Linked DNA regions of Sus scrofa: region 2 is linked to region 1. A link is a contact called in public HiChIP or PLAC-seq data. All regions are on one chromosome and are shown on one strand. Each heading gives the region's core, a stretch centred on a gene start, on an enhancer-like site or on the middle of the called end of the contact. The rest is flanking DNA. Distances are from core to core; before and after follow the strand shown. Region 1 holds the start of PCGF1 (polycomb group RING finger protein 1). Region 2 holds the start of LOXL3 (lysyl oxidase homolog 3).

Region 1 (2,863 bases), core at 179-2,678:
GAATTCTCGGATCCGTTTCTCTTCACCTAGAAGGGAGTGGAATATGGGAAGTAAAGAATAAACCCTCCCTTGGAGTTCCCTTCGTGGTGCAGTGGTTAATGAATCCTATTAGGAACCATGAGGTTGCGGGTTCGATCCCTGGCCTTGCTCAGTGGGTTAAGGATCCAGAGTTGCTCTGAGCTGTGGTGTAGGTCGCAGATGTGGCTCGGATCCCACGTTGCTGTGGCTGTGGTGTAGGCCAGCAGCTACAGCTCTGATTCGACCCCTAGCCTGGGAACCTCCATATGCCACAGGTGCAGCTCTAGAAAAGACAATAAATAAATAAATAAATAAATAAACCCTCCCTCTCTTTGTCCTTCTAGCTGTCAACCTCTCTACCTACCAAAGCCCTTATCACCTCAAGCTGCCACCCAGCATCAGTCCTCTAGAGGCCTCTCAAAGTCAGGTTGGTTACTCACTGTCTTGCAAGCCTGGCACTAGCTTGTACACGATGTCCTGCATGACCCGGTCCAGTTTGAGGTTGAGCAGTGGCTGTGTCTCATGGATCTTGATGTTGCACATGGGGCAGTACTTGCTGGTTTGGAGGTACTTCACAATACAACTCTTGCAGACTGCAAGAGAAAAGCAGATTCTCAGGCCCTCCGTAAATAGGGTTCATGGGCTGGGCGGGGTTCCTGGGTGGTTGGGGCAAGCAGCTGGCAGCTAGCTTGGTGGGGAGTAGGGCCTGGAAGAACCAGCCAGGGTCCAGGGCACTCACACGTATGAAGACACTCAGTGATGGTAGTGGCATCCACGAAGTATCCTGCGCACAAGCAGCAGACGATGTGTTCATTCAAGTCTTTGATCTTTACTCGAACCTCCTCCTGCAGACACACCCTCTGTCAACGATCATTCCCCTAACCCCATCCCATGTGCCTTCACAACTTGGAAGTCGCCTCTCATCAGACTCCACTCCAATCCTGCACCCTGCGCGGTCAGATTAGCTCCCCAAGGCTGACACTCTCCCTCCGCCCAGCAGAGGGCTCCGCGCACAGCAGGGGCTCTGTTCAAGCCAACTCGCCCGATCTTCCTTTCCCAAGGGAGACTACGAGACGTAGGCTGCACAATGCGCAGGCGTCCTAGACCGGAGTTTGGCAACCGGACCGCAACCGCGCAGGCGCATTGGGCACCCTGTCTCTGCGCAGGCGCACTGGGCGCCCAGCCAGCCACCGCCCGTCCTCTAGCCGGCCCCGGTTCCCACAGCTAACCGACTACAGTGGTAACCCTGCCGCCCCTGCACCTCGTTCCGTAGCGGGTCCATCTTGTACACTGACTGGAGCTGGTTCCGAAGCCTCATCGCGATCGCAATCTGGCCCCCCTGAGGAGACGCCATCTTAAAGGCTGATCCCGGCCTGCCACTTCCGGTGCCGCCTGCGGGGCGGGACTTGTCGCCTCGCAACGACAGCTTAGGTCTTTTCGGATTCGCTGACCCTCTGTAAGGCCCCGCCCATACCCCTCTCTCCCCGTGTGCTCACCTGAGCCCCACTGGCCCCTCCCCCTCCTCAATCCGTACTTGGGGAGGGGGGGCGTGGGCCGGGGTCCTATCTCATTGACCTCATATAGAAATCATCATAATAGACCCTACACGACTTCGGGACTAACTTTTGGAGCCTGCAAAAAACTGCCGCCTTCTACCCCAAAAGGCCCGGCGGTCTCTGCCCGCCACCGCTCAGGGTCATCAATCTCTTGTGACGAAGTCCCCGCTAAAGAAGCCCCTCGGGAGCTTGAAGTGTCGCCCTCCTTGGCTTGACGCGTCCGCTTTATGGAGCTTCATCCCGATGGCGGGCCTCTCCCGGCTCCACAGCTGGGAGTTTCCTGGGGCTTAGCGGAATCTCCGAGAGGGTGGCAGGGAGGGAGGGACCCCCAGAGACTTGGTAGTGATCTTACCCCCGCCCCCATTCTCCCCCCTGCCGCCGAGGATGGGGGGGGCAGGCCCTGGTTAATGATGATGATTCAATCATCGGCGCCTGCGGAGGCCTGGGACAGACTAATGCAGAGCAGATGCCCAAGGAGGAGGGGAGGTCGGCTAGGACACTACCGCGCACAGACACGCTGAGGCAGCGAGTCCTGCGGTAGCATAGGCCCAGTCCCGTGCTTGGAAAGGACGCAGGGCCACTACACTTGGTACACCAACGTCCCTAGGTACTTTTTAAAATGTAGGGATTAAAAACAAACGAACAGAATAAGAGCACTGTGGCGTATTAACATCAAGTGCAATTGGAGACTCAAGAAGGGAGAGATCCCAGTGGAGACCTCCTACGGGCTTTCTGGAAGAAGTGGATCTTTGTATGGGCATAGTTTAGAGACCGGGGGTGTGATGGGAGTGGGGCAAGAAGTGCTAGAAATAGAAAAGAAAAGCAAAGGGGAGGAAAATGAACGGAGAGGGACAGAAAGGAGACCAAGGCATAGATTTGAGAGTAGTGATAGTCTTCTTATTGAGTTGGGACTCTAGCCTGAGGACAATAGGGAGCTAAGAGTTTTTTTTTTTTTTTTTTTTGAAGGGAAGGAGTTAATCCTATGAAAGAAACATAATTGTTCATTTATCTTCAGAGTGAATTAGAGTGAATAGTGGCAAGAAGGTATGAGATTAGTGATTTTTTTTTTTTTAAATCAACTACTTCTCACTACAGCCACTGCTTACCTCCCTGGTCGAGATACTGTCAATAGGTAGTCTCTTCTCTGGATGACAGCAGAGGCTTATTGCCTGCTTTCCTTGCTACTACCTTTACCCCTCTTTAGCCTATTCTTAACATAGTAGCTCACAGTGATTCTGGTAAAACATAAATAAAAAAGGATACATGGAAAGTTTTTTTTTTTTTTTTTT
Region 2 (2,863 bases), core at 95-2,594, 43 kb after region 1:
CCATGCGGTTGCGGGTTTGATCCCTGGCTTCGCTCAGTGGGTTAAGGATCCAGCGTTGCCTGTGAGCTGTGGGGTAGGTCGCAGATGTGGCTCAGATCTGGTGTTGCTGTGGCTGTGGTGTAGGCTGGTGGCTACAGCTCTGATTGGACCCCCAGCCTGGGAACTCCATATGCTGTAGGAGCGGCCCTCAAAAGGCAAAAAGACAAAAAAAAAAAAAAAGAAGAAGAAAACAGAGATTAGAGACCAAGATCAGAGACGGGTCAAGATAAAGAGAGACTGAGCAAGAGACACTGAGAGGAAGACCCAGACAGACAGGATGTGAGAAGGGAAACAGAATGAAAGGAGACCAAACCGACAGTGGAAAGAGACCCTGTTGAAGACGGCCAGAAGGGGCTCAGTAGAGCACCTGGGACCCAGAGAGCAGCTGAGAAAAGGAGGCAATAGGTGAGGAGGAGGGGGACTGACAGGTGCCAACGTGCAGAGACAGGAGGGACCCAGATGACCCCACTCAGCCAGTCAGACAGAGGCAGGCAAGGAGGGGCTTAGGAGACCCTCCATTCCCTGAATGGCAGCCAGGCAGAGAGTCCGTTCTGGGCAGATTCCAGGCTGAGCAGGCAAAGACCAGAATGCATCAGAGAACTCGCTGCACACCCTACATGCCCTGCAGGGTCAAGAGGCCCAGGAGGGCCAGGCCTCAAGTTGCGGGGGATGGGGTGGGGTTGTCCAAGCCTCTGGCCAACACCGCCACCGCCATCACCGGGCAACCGGAGGCGAGGGCACCAATCAGTTTCTCAGCCAAGGCCTTTCCTTCCGTGTGGAGCGGAGAACAGCCCCTCTACAGGGAGCTCCCCCCACCCCCAACATGCTTCCCCCAACTCAGACAAACAACCCAACAAGACAGCTTTGTTCGGGCACATCTTGGCTTGGGGACCCAGGGATGGGGCCTCACAGAGGAGCCCCCAGCCTCAGGGCCCTCCCGGCTGCCCTATTTGGAACACCCTGTACCCCACCCCCCAATACCTGCTTCCTTTCTCCACTTTCCTCCTGCCTTCCTCTTCTTTGACAAAAATAGAGCCCTCAGTAGGTTGGCTTCCCTTTGATTCTATCCCACATCACGCCTTTCCCCTGCTCCTTCCACCATCCTCTCCATCCGCAACTCCCCTTCATCCTGCCGGCAGCCTGACTCCCCCTACCTTGGCCTGAGCGGGGCTCTAGCGGCTGGGAGAAGAGTCCTGGTCCTGGAGATCAGTCCTAGGACTTCCAAAAAAAGTGCTCTGCCAGGGGAGACTGGATCCCCCCCTTTTCTCCCCCCTCTCCTTTCGTTCCTCCCAAGTCCCCCTGGGCCCTCCCACATTCCGCCTTCTCCCTTGATCCCTCGCAGGCCAGTTCCCTCCTCTTCTCTCCCCCTCCTCCTTGGAGAGCTGGCCGCTGCTGTTGCTCCACCTCCCTCCCGCCCTCCTCCCCGCCCCTCCCAGTCTGTTTAATAAAGCTTTCTTTTCCCGGGGGTTGGATGCTGGGCAGCTGCGGCCGGGAGAGCTGGGCACATGAGGGGCCGCGGGGCCGCAGGCCGTCGCGGGCTGCGTGCCGTGCGGGGATCTCCGCTCCGGGAAGTCTTCCAGTCCCCAGCCCTTCCCCACATCCCCAGCTCTGCCGGTCGTAAACAGCACATCTCGGACCTAGCTGGAGATGGGTCCCATCGGAGGAATTGTGGCCACGAGGGCCCACGTGGTTACTCCGGTGCCCCAGTGTGCCCTTTGGCATTTTTCGAGGTGATTTCACGGCCTTCATTCCGAAGTCAAGTTGAGCATCTGAGGTCGCACAGTCCCCAAGCCCAGGTGCCAGAACTTTCTGATGGAAACCACGAGTTTTCTCTTGAGAGAGCCACTTGGTAGAGCCACCCAGGAATAGGGGTAGGGGCCTGGAGGTGGTGCACCGTGCAGCTTCTCTGGTACCCCCTCCCCTTCCTTCTTGCTCCTCTCCTTCCTCCCTTTCGCGGTCCTAGGAGGTCGGGGAGGAGCGGGAACGCCTCCCGCGGGCCCCGCCCCGCCCCGCCCCGCCCTCCGCCCGGCCCCGCCTGGGGCCCGCGGGGCCAGGAAGCGCCGAAGGAACCGCCGGGGGCCATGGACGGGGCCGTGATGGAAGGGCCGCTGTTTTTGCAGAGTCAGCGTTTCGGTACCAAGGTAGTCTGGGCAGGGGTTGTCGAACCCCCCATCAGAGTTAGGGGTGGGCGACTGAGCCCAGGAGGGAGGAGGTGGGCAGCGGGATAGAGCGGAGCGCCGGGAGCCAGAGATCCTGTGACGGTCCCGCTGAAATGTTTTGCACACACTCGGGAGAAGCGTCTGCCGGCCTCCGGGTACGCCGCCTCTGGTCCTGGGGAGACAGAGCGGCATCCTCCTTAGGGAACTTCGCCCGCCGTCGGGAAGCCACAGACCTGAAATGGGCCTGCGCGGGTCCTTCCTTCCCCGTCTGGGCTCGGGTCGCGTCCTTCCTTCCCCGTCGGGCCCGGGCCGCGGGTACTTGCCGGGTCCCTGCCCAGCTTCCCTCGGCTCTCTGTCTCCCCAGAGATGGAGGAAGACCTGGGCGGTGCTCTACCCGGCCAGCCCCCACGGCGTCGCGCGGCTCGAGTTCTTCGACCACAAGGGGCCGAGCTCTGGAGGGGGCCGAGGGGGCTCGCGCCGCCTGGACTGCAAGGTGATCCGTCTGGCAGAGTGTGTGAGCGTGGCCCCGGTGGCCGTGGAGAGCCCCCCTGAGCCTGGCGCCGCAGCCTTCCGCCTGGACACCGCACAGCGCTCCCACCTGCTGGCGGCGGACGCGCCGTCTAGCGTCGCCTGGGTGCAAACGCTGTGCCGAAACGCCTTTCCGG

Evidence for each region. HiChIP or PLAC-seq counts read pairs in DNA pulled down with a chosen protein or histone mark.
Region 2: an H3K27ac HiChIP or PLAC-seq map of alveolar macrophages shows a contact between it and region 1. The contact joins the promoter of LOXL3 here to the promoter of PCGF1 in region 1. A contact is called at or near these places in 1 of 5 promoter capture datasets (fetal liver), 13 of 47 Hi-C or Micro-C datasets (alveolar macrophages, embryonic fibroblasts, epiblast stem cells and 8 more) and 2 of 2 datasets of contacts at active chromatin or transcription factors (alveolar macrophages and skeletal muscle).

Annotation. Positions count from the first base shown.
Region 1 is chr3:68,539,239-68,542,101 of Sscrofa11.1, reverse strand. It overlaps PCGF1 (polycomb group RING finger protein 1), which reads right to left and starts at 1,428. Exons shown (of 9, transcript XM_005674546.3): 1 at 1,280-1,428; 2 at 758-863; 3 at 459-611; 4 at 1-26. The coding sequence starts at 1,372.
Region 2 is chr3:68,496,595-68,499,457 of Sscrofa11.1, reverse strand. LOXL3 (lysyl oxidase homolog 3) reads right to left here and starts at 1,344. Exons shown (of 14, transcript XM_021087324.1): 1 at 1,194-1,344. DOK1 (docking protein 1) reads left to right here and starts at 2,084. Exons shown (of 5, transcript NM_001143705.2): 1 at 2,084-2,180; 2 at 2,563-2,862. The coding sequence starts at 2,121.